3 separate regions of the Mus musculus genome follow, and all the other regions are linked to region 2. The links are chromatin contacts, called in public Hi-C maps. All regions are on one chromosome and are shown on one strand. The core of a region is the stretch at or near the end of the contact, and the rest is flanking DNA. Distances in the headings are between cores, read along the strand shown.

Region 1 (3,475 bases), core at 796-3,295, 260 kb before region 2:
GCATGCGCTAACTCTTGTCAACTCTTTAGACCATACTAAGTAAGGCGAGCCATGAGGGCAGAACTTTCCCATTTCTAACCAGCTCATAGCTGATGCTTACCCAGGTGGTCTATGCACTGCTCTGAGTAATGAAAATGATCATTGAAAAAAAAGTGATAAATACAGAGTATAGTCAGAATTTTTGCAGAGCATAGGATAAAATGGGAAGAAGTGGGAGAAGGATTTAAAACTAAATTTATATGCTTGCTTGTTTCCCAGTTGATTAACTGTTTGGAAAGTCTGGGAGTTGTGGACTTGTTAGAGAAAGTGTGTCATCTCAGAGTAGGTAGGCTTCAAGATTTCAAAAGCCAATGGCAGGCCAGTGGCTCTCTGCCCGCAGCCTGTGGATCTGGATGTAAAGCTTTCAGCTACTGCATCAGCACCATGCCTGCCTTCATGCTGCCAAGCTCCCCACCATGGTGATATGGACTAAACCTCTGAAAATGTCAGCAAGCCCCCCCCCAAAAAAATCCTTTCTTTTCTAAGAGTTGCCTTGGTCTTGGTGTTGATTTGCATCAATAGAACTGTAACTGAGACAATAGGCCTCCCCAGAGGGTTCCCTGGAGCTGAGACAGTAGGATGCAGATGAATCAGGCAGGATTCAGGGGAGAAGAAGTCTGGGAAGGAGGTATTTGTGCTTATGGGGAGCTGGAAACTCTTTAAAATGGTTTAGTAACTAAATAATAAAGTATCATTATGCTTATCAGATCCTAACCCATCCATCCCATCATCTCCCTTCCAAGTTGATTTGGGAGATATTCTCTGACTCCACGTCAATTGTGACATTTTGCCATAATAATCATTAACACCTTGAACTGAAACATTTTTGCCACCTTTTTTTTCTCCTCACCAAATTTTGAATTTCTCGTTTTGAATCCTTGTGGTCTTCAAATGGTATGTAGCTCAACAGTACCTGTTGATAATGCGTATTTGTTTGAGGGGCTATGCATGTATACTTGAATATGAGTGTGTGTGTGTGTGTGTATGTGTGTGTGTGTGTTTGAATATTCCATAATATCTAACACAAATTGGTTATATACATTGAATACTTAAGGCATACAGTATTTTTCCCAAATGGAGAACACAGATGCTTGCAGTAGGCCAAAGCCATCCGTGACCTCACCGTTACTTTCAGCTTAATAGCAGAAGCTCCTCCTTTGACAAGCAGCGATTAATTCGGTTTCTGAGGACTTATAGGAAATGGAGGCACATGCACGCTGGTTTTAGTGTTCTGCCCTGCTCTAGATAAGAAAGCATGCAGCAAAATGCACACGTGCCTCCTCATGAGCTGTAAAAAGCATATTTCAGAATTGTCAACCATGCATGCCTATTTTTTTTTTTATCTAGGCATTTTTATTTATCTTCCTTACAGGCCCTGAAAGCTTATGCCTATAAATTAGGAATGTACTAACTAGTTCTTCAAACTATGGCACCCAGGATATTTTATTGATCTCATAATTTACTGGATCTTTTGGTTAATTACAGTACAGCTTGCTTGGTATGCTTTTCAGGTCAGCTGCCAGCATAAATATGTAACCTCGGTTTTCATTTCCCTTACAGTTCTGATAGTCTCCCATGAGGTCAAAGGTATAATAGCTACAATACCCAGGGTATCTAACATATTTAATTAAACTATTAATCTACTTTTATCTTTGACTCTAGAATGCCAGATAGATTGAACCCTAAGAGTTATCCAATGAGTTAACTTCGATTGGGCTGCTCAACCTATATCTTTAAGAATATACCACCAGTATCTCTCTTAAAACATTTTTTTTTAATTTTCAATGTGGCAAGAATTACTGTAGCAGCCAACAAGAATCCATATCCCTCAAGATGATTCATGCATTTGCTTCCTGATGCAGTATGTGACTAAGACACTTTATTAAGATAAAACACACCGAAGCTCGCTAAAAGACTGAAAGTTGTTACAGTCCTGTAAGGCCGATTATTTTAAAAGTGTGTGGACAGTCATTAGAATGGAAGTTATCTTTGTTACATAACCCATGTGAGTTCACTAAGGACAAACTTGTAACCTCTTGTGGCAGCAATGACATTTTAAGTGGTCAGGCCTCTGTGTGTGTTCATTATCACAGTGGAGCTTGGAAAGGAAACTTGAGCCTCTGCAAATGTGTGTATCCACAAACCTTTAATTAGGTTAGCAAAACACTCATACGTGTGTCCATTTTTTCCCCTGTTGTGTATAAACTGGTAATAATCTACTTTGTATGTTATTCCGGTAAGGAAGCAATTTGATGGTTTGACTTTATTTCCTGTGCTCGTTTTAGACTTGGTTGGTATTTGATTATGTAAAAACTTTCAGGTTAGATTTCTTTCACTTTAAATCCTTAATAAAAAAAACCAACCTGCTTGCAACATTTTTTATTCCTCTTATATTAAAGAAAGCTGCATCCTCTTTGCTTCCACAAAAGCTATATAAACATGACACCAGAACCTTCTAACGAATGTTCCTGGCTTTCGTTTTAACAATGATTAAGAGTGATGTGCGTCATGCATTTGAACATTCCACTTAAAAATCAATTTAGACAGGCAATGCCCATGCAAATATTGATTATAAAGCCACAGTGTTTCTAGCAAGTTAGATTGCTATTGTGGGCTAAAATCCAGAAATCTGTTTTTCTTTCATACTTTTATAAAAAGTTGAACCAAAAACCAAGTCCTTTTTTTCAGATAGGTCGTATATTTTTCAAATGCCCATGGGCCTGAAATTTAATTTAGAAACTCAGCATATAGCCCTGCCACCCACCTCTAGTCAAAATAATCAAAAGCACAGCTCTTTTACATGCAGAGAGCAGTCAAAGCTGCATATTTCACTTTATTTTATTATATTTTAACATTTTGCATTGCATTTGCCCTGAGAACTCCGAGTATCTTGCTAAATGCAAGCAGCTCCCTCGAAACCAAGTCATTTCAAGTGACATTTTCTGGCTTGTGTTCAGCATCCTGTGTATCAGAGCCAGAAGTTTATAATTCGAGAGGCTGCAGATCTCACTTATTTGTCATGATTAGCTGTTTCTATCTGCCCTTCGACTGGATGCTGAGCTCAAACACTGAAGCATATATGAAAAGTCAGTTCCAGGTTTAACACCAACTAAAGACAGTGAAGAAACTGAGAGAGATGTGTTGCATCTCTCCATTTGAAGGGGTACAGTCTGGGTCAAACGTTTAAGTGAGCACTAACTATTTGAACAATATAAAATTATAATGGATTACTTTGTAACATCTGGCCCGTGCTACGACTTCAAGATTACAATTATGGGTTTTAAAAGTAATTGTCCATCGTACCAATATGTACAGTGAGTTTCACACAAACATTTCTCTGTGACATGTGACACGTAAATATTACAGGCAAAAAAAAAAAAAAAAAAAAAACTCTCCTTGAAAAAATATTTTTTTATTATTTTTGGATGATTTTATC
Region 2 (3,327 bases), core at 502-3,001:
TCAAGTTTGGTTCCTTTGCAAAAATGCCAGGGGCAGTACTGGGTGCCTGTAACTCCACCTAAGGAGGATTGGCTTGGTGGCCAGCCATTCCAGATGAATGAGAGACCTTGTCTCAATCAATCAGTAAATAAGGTGGGTAGGGACTGGTAAGATGGTGCAGTGGTAAGTGCTCTTGCTGCATAGGCATGAGGGTCTGAGTTCAAATCTCCATCACCTGTGCAAACAGCTGGACATTGCCACACTGACTGTACAGGGTCAGGGACAGGAGAATCATTGGAGTTTGCTGACTACCAGTCTAGCTGCAGATTCAGTGAGAGACATTACATCAGGGGACTAAGACAAAGAGTGATATAGCAGGACGCCTGGAATCCTCTTCTAGCTCTGACCACCTTCATGGGTACCCTTATCTGCACATCCATGTACAGATTTACTACATATCACACACACACACACACCTGTGCATACAAGTAGGACTATATACAAGTACCTACAATATACACAAAAGTGTCAACACTTAGTAAGAAATAACAGAAAAACATACCATATATATTACTCAACTATTATCAGTTACTTTCATCAATAATAATGCCAAAAGTTCTCCTGACTTCTAGTTACTTACAAGAAGGTTTTTGGTTTTGGTTTTGGTTTTTCTCATGCTCATGGGAACCTGAGTCTGCAGGTTGTAGGTTGGTCACCTGATCAACTAGATTGGCTAGGATCGGCTAGGTGGTTCCATTTTGAGATGTGAATTCCTTAATCTTGTCCTCACTCTACTCTGGGTCGAAGGCTGTTCTACCTACTTCTTGTCCTCCGTCAACCAGCACCTGACAAAGCGTCTTCTTCCCCATGGCAGACGGTGGAAGCACAAGACACATGTCCAGCTCTGCAGCACATTGAAGTACTGCTGGTCTTATCCACTTGTCTTTAATTGTCCAGGTCAAGCAGCTAAGTCCAACGTCAGGGACGTGAGCTTCCTACTCTCCGACGGAGGACACTGACAAACAGTTATACCGTAGACCAAGAATTTAATCTGTGAACTGCTGTATCTGAACTGATTTGCTTGTGTCTAAAATTCCGGAGACCAGAGTAAGAAAAGGTAACAGCGTGCCAGCGATCAGTACACGTCAGCCCGCTGGCCCAGCAGTAGCCAGGGACTTACCCTGATTGATTTCCCTTCCCTATTTCCGTTTCTATGCATAGCTGTGGAAAGAAGTAAAAATATCAAGATAACACCTTCAGGCCATAATGCTGGGATTCCGCCTTGCCATCTCTCTCAATAGAGAATTAAACACGCACAGAATTCCTGTCACAGCCCAGCGGTGACAGATCCCTTCTTTGAGAATGAATTTATTCTGCAGGCAAAAACTCTCATATTATTCATGTAAACTTCATGGAATGTGTTCTTGCAAATAGCACATGCTTAATAAATATGGTTTAAAAGATAGATGGTCAGAAATAATACTAAAAACACCGGGAAGGAGACAACAGAAAAATTCTTGCTGGTTATTCTGCTTTTTAGGGTGGGAAAATAAAACGCCACATCACACACTACACAAAAGCCATGGAAGTGTATTATCACAAGTGGATAGATGTTCCTACATGTGCAGTAGCTGGGAAACTCTAGCTTCTGTGGGACATTTATTTTTCAGCTAACAAAATAGCCCAGTGCTTCCCTGTAGGTAGGTATTGCTTCACATTTATTGTAACCCTTTTAAAGTCCCTTCTAGAAACCACAAGTTTATATGCCCTACCCCACTTAACTTTTTATTCTTTATATGTTTCCTGTGAAGATAGACAGATTGAGCTGCTCCTTACCAAACACTTATTGGTAACCGGGTAATGAGAGTCCGTGTGGTGTCTTCCTCTCCCTCCACCTCCACCCCACGCATACACCGGCAGAGGCCCACTTTTTCAGTAAGAACTCACTCGGTGGAAGCATTTAAAATGGATGGAAAGATAGAACGCAGCCAGAATGTCCTTCTAAAAGACAGTGAAATGCATGCTAATCTAATTGCCCAAGAGTGCACGGTGGGCTTTGAGAGCAAGTCTTCTGCATTGGCGCCCCCTGCTGGATTTGAGCGTGAATTGTCTCTGAAATTGAAAACGTACCTTTACAGCTGAGGGCATGCTACTCAAGTGGCAAACCCAGCCTACTTCTAGAATACCTTTCTTCCAAGATAAACATGCGAAGTGATTCCTAAGCTGGCTTCCCAAGAGCAGAAATACTCACGTAGAAAATTACAGCTGAAACTCAAAATAGGGAAGAAAAACGTGCCCCTGGGATGTTTGTTAGGGAGATCTATGACCTGCATGGGAAGGCAGAGGAAATCCTGGGTGAGCTGCTGAGTAAACCCCTGTATAAGAGCACTGCATCTGGGCATCTGAATGTGAATTTCTTTTTAACTGCCAGAAACAGTTCCTTACATTCCTAAGACTTGTTTCCTTCTCTGACTGTATTCTCCAGTTAAGGATCCTCTCTGTCTCTGTCGTAGTCACACTAGAAGGGACATAGGAACCAGACTAATTTTAAAGGCAGCCTGTCACCTACAGACTTCAGACCTTTTGTGAAATCTACATTATGAAGTCTGTCTGTTCGAGGAAAGCTGGCAGATCTTCTCCTGCTTGTTCAGTCCATTTGGTAGGGAGGAAGGGAAGAAATAATTGGCTAAATTTTTGGCACGTGTTCTCGAACCAGCTTGGCCTTATTAAGGGAACAAGAACAACCGTGATGGCTATTTCCTCCCAAGAACAAAAATCAGTGCTGTCATCCTCATGAAGATTCTCAACAGCAGGTGCTGTGTGGTGCTGTTAAATATGTCACTTACTGCAGTGGATTTAAAGACACACCGAGAAGTCCCTAGCTTCTCATATTCAAAATTGCTCTGTTCTCCGCAAGCTGAACAAACGGAGTAGATCCTGTACATACTCAGGTATTAATTGACTGCAGTCTTGTTCACAGTGGATGCTGTCCGGTGGATTGCTTTCAGAGTATCTTGGTAATGGGTCTCTCCAAGTTCTAGGGTTGTTGTTTTATCTCTGCTAGTCAAGCCCCCCTCCCCGCCCTCGGGGAGGATTCTCATACGTCTGCTTTTGCATGAAGAACAGGTAGCAAAACAGCCCATGCCTACCTTCCCAGCACTCAGGAGATACAATCGTGAAAACTGCAAGGTCAAGGCCAGACTGGACACAGAGTGAAACCCTGTCTCAAAGCTCAAATCAAACCAAACCAGAAAAGAATGAGCAGCACCAAGGGGTGGCACTGAAAACACAGTAAGATCATAAGTGTTGGTAACTTAGGCCTACTTGTGGGCCAGGGATGGAGAGGGC
Region 3 (3,416 bases), core at 795-3,294, 340 kb after region 2:
TTCAGGTTGAATGTATTTGCCAGGATTTCTGGGTCTTTCTGAATCTAAAGCACTGTCATCTTGTTGCTTTGCCATGTCCTCTCCCAAAAGCAGGCAACATACCTAAAGCCTGTGTCCAAACCTTAGTTTATCACCCAACCCCAGCTCAGTCCGGCAGTTGTTTTATAGACAGGTAACACTATCAGATCATGACTCTGGTTGCTCAGCCTCTAGTTTTCAGAGAAAATAAACATAGAATGATTTCTCCTTCCAGTGACAGTTCTCATGTGTCCATCCGTGTCATGGAAGACACTTTGAGCATAAATGAGAAAAATCTACCTATAAGGAACGTGTTCATTGGGATAAATCAAAATTTCAAGTCCATTGGCTATTGGGTTCCAATGATCATACACTGAATGGGTGCGCCAACTTAGACCTCCCCATGAATCAATGGCATCTTTCCAATGCTGCTGATAAAGGGTTTGTGGTTCCAGCCAACCTTAGCTCTAAAGGCAAGAAACTCTTGAACAAATATGGCTGGGAGCATGAGCTTTTTTCCATGTTTCCCCTATTTGGTCCTTCCTTCCTCTGAAAAGGGCTAAATAGGTGACAGAAAGCACTCGGAGACTAAATCGGAAACCAAGACAGATGTAGTGTAGGAAGCCAAGCTGGTGCATTGTCAAAGTCTCACAGAGGTGCAGCTTCAACCTAGCTTCAGGGACTCTAGACGATATGTGCAATGGTGGCCCTACTCAGGGAGAGGAGACATGAATTCTAAACTGCTTCCAGTTCTGTGAAGCAAGCCCTGATAGACCAAGAGACAGCCAGTGACACATAGCTATAAGTGCGAGTCCTTAGAAGTAGGAGAACACACCAAGCCTGAGAGGAGAGCAGGTACCTAAGGTGATTGGGTTTCTAAAACAGAAATGCTTCTCTTTTTGTGTCACTTTTGTCATTTATGCAAACCTATAATGTTTGCCACAAGGTCAGGTACTGGATAAATAATACCACCCGAATGTCTCACTGACTCTACTTGATGAGGCCCACAGGCACAACTTGCCAGCCGGGTTGGTTCCTGAAGACTGATTTCACTCTAGTTGCTTTTTCTGGCTGGTATGGTGTTTATTGCCCATGATAGTCAGACCACAATGCTCTTTGGGAATTGTAACACATGTGATCTGGAGCCCCTGATTAAAAGAATGGATCCCCTTTTTGGGAAGTCTCCTCTCTCAGGGTCAGAAATAGATGATTCTTGCCTGGATCTACTGGCACAGGTCTGTAATCTTGGTTCCTTGGGAAACTGAAGTAGGAGGAGATCAAGATCAAGCCCTGTTCTGAGATAAATAGTAGTTCTGGCTAGCCTGGGGAAGTACAGAACACTGGGTCTAAAAAAGAACAGTGAAAGAGCTGGGCACTTAGTAGAGACTTGCCTAGCTTGTATGAAATACTGGTTTAAACTACAATAAACACACACCCAGGTACATGAATGCATGATCAAGCACACACACACACACACACACACACACACACACACACACACACACACACTAAACAAATAAATAGCTAATTAAATAAGTAATATAAATTAAATGAGAAGAGAGTCTGCACTTGCTACGGGTTGCTCTCTAAGCAGGTTATTAGCAGAGAATTCAGCCTTCAGGGCTGAGTTCTCAATCAGTGATACCACTGGGCTTCCAGAAGGACTTGCCAGCCCCTAATCTTTGTCTCCCTGTAAACAAACACTTGCCCTTTTCAAGTTTCACTGATTCATCCTCCTTCCCTAAGGCCAAGGGAGTCCTTGGAATGACCCAGCCTGGGTCCATGAGAGGGTTTATTCTCTTTGTGCCTGGAGTCCTATCCCAGAGCCCCCAGGCAGCAGTTTCCTCCTTAGGGAGCCAAGGACACCCTCGGGAGCAATGAGGCCTGGGCCTGGTTTAATTAACCTTTGTTAACAATCAGTTCCTTGAAGGAGCCACCCTCTGTGACTAATCCTCTATGTTCTGATGGTGCTTTGCTCCAAAGCCACCTTCTCTATACATCTGCTCACAAGAGGGGCATCTTCTCTCTGTGCCTGGCAGCCCCTTTGGTCACACTACTGCAGGGCTCCATTGTCTGGGCTGCTGTCATCCTGGAATTAATCTGAAAGTGGTCTCTTTGACAACAGAGGCAGCAAATATCGGATTCAATTTGCTTTCACCCAAGATTTCCCAGGAGTCATGGCGAATGAGATAATCGATGGTGATTATGAGGCTTGGCCTGCCTCACTGAGCCCGCGTGTTAAAAGGAGGGAGAGTTTCTGCTCCGGTGCTCGCCCAAGTCAGGTGCTAATTCCGGCAGATCCATTACCTTTCTCAGCGCCTCTAAACCATATGTGCTGCAATAATCATGCTGGGTAGGTAAGGCGATCAGTCCTCCCGCCTAAGCAAAGAGGATTCATTCTTTTTGCTTCTCTTCACATTCCACAACAACAACAACAACAAAAATGTTCTGAGCATCTGGTGCAGAAGTGAGTAGGCTGTTCGAACCAATGATGCCGAAGAGATTTAATTTAACTGGGCTAAACTTTCCTTGTCTCAGCTGGAGAGACTAGTCAATGGCTTAGCCACTAATCCAATCAAAAGAAAGCATTAAATTACTTGTCGATGCCATCTTAACCCTGAGAAGACTGTTTTCAGCTTGGCTGATCATTCTAAAAGACCTCGGCATCCAGGGAAGAAACGCAGAGCAAATGACTGAGGAGCGGGAGACATCTTCCAGATGCCTCTCGCCCCTCCTTGTGTCTGTGTCTCTCTTTCTTGCTTCTTTTAGTTTTATTCAGAACAGCTGTTCAGGGGTGCCCCTTGACTATGTACATTTGTACAGAGGAAGTAGCTGAAGATGCAGAAGGGACGGCATAGCAGTTACCTATTTCTGCATAACAAATTATCTGGCTCTCCCAGATGGAGCAGCTGGAGAGAGCAAGTATATATAATCTCATGGGTCCTGAGGTCAGGAACCCAGGAGTATCTTAGCCATGGGGTGCTGGCTAACTTTCCCTCAAGGCTGTGATCAGAAAATCAGCCATGCCTGCCACCATCTCTTGTTGTTACCAGTAGTTAGTTACTGCTTTAACTGAAAACCAGAACTCTTTGCTTGGACCCTCAAGCTAACTAAGGGCAAGATAAAAGCCTGGCATCTCAGCTTTCATTTTATATTTGTCTCCTTTTATATTTTTTTCTTTTCCTTTTTCTTCCAGTTTTTCTTTTAGATGGGTCTCACTAGATAACCCTGGCAGGCTATGAACTTGAACCAATCTTTCTTCCTCAAGTTCTGAGATCACAGTCATGCCTCATTAAGCTGGTCTATATCTGTCTCTTTTACTTTGGGACAGACTCCTGCTTACCTCTGCATGTAGACATGTTAATCATGCAGTAAGTGTCTGTCTAAAAGCTGGTGAA

Evidence for each region. A called contact is a pair of places that touch in the nucleus more often than the background predicts.
Region 1: a Hi-C map of the N1E-115 cell line shows a contact between it and region 2, with 3 times the contacts expected there. The contact joins two enhancer-like sites. A contact is called at or near these places in 4 of 484 Hi-C or Micro-C datasets (the N1E-115 cell line, cerebellar granule neurons, cerebellum and 1 more).
Region 3: a contact with region 2 is called in a Hi-C map of the N1E-115 cell line, with 4 times the contacts expected there. The contact joins two enhancer-like sites. A contact is called at or near these places in 6 of 484 Hi-C or Micro-C datasets (the HL-1 cell line, the N1E-115 cell line, cerebral cortex and 2 more).

Annotation. Positions count from the first base shown.
Region 1 is chr2:141,995,361-141,998,835 of GRCm38.p6, forward strand. All of the region lies in intron 8 of Macrod2 (mono-ADP ribosylhydrolase 2), which reads left to right. Among named protein-coding and RNA genes, the nearest start is that of Gm25583, 360 kb to the left of the region's middle. Within about 2 kb of position 2,046, at least 7 of the 459 cell types and tissues checked have an H3K27ac peak or open chromatin away from gene starts, as enhancers often do. A contact at or near this core is called in the N1E-115 cell line, where this site is marked.
Region 2 is chr2:142,252,065-142,255,391 of GRCm38.p6, forward strand. The region is part of intron 11 of Macrod2 (mono-ADP ribosylhydrolase 2); the gene reads left to right. Among named protein-coding and RNA genes, the nearest start is that of Gm25583, 610 kb to the left of the region's middle. Within about 2 kb of position 1,752, at least 20 of the 459 cell types and tissues checked have an H3K27ac peak or open chromatin away from gene starts, as enhancers often do. A contact at or near this core is called in the N1E-115 cell line, where this site is marked.
Region 3 is chr2:142,587,752-142,591,167 of GRCm38.p6, forward strand. No RefSeq gene overlaps it. Among named protein-coding and RNA genes, the nearest start is that of Kif16b, 310 kb to the right of the region's middle. Within about 2 kb of position 2,045, at least 26 of the 459 cell types and tissues checked have an H3K27ac peak or open chromatin away from gene starts, as enhancers often do. A contact at or near this core is called in the N1E-115 cell line, where this site is marked.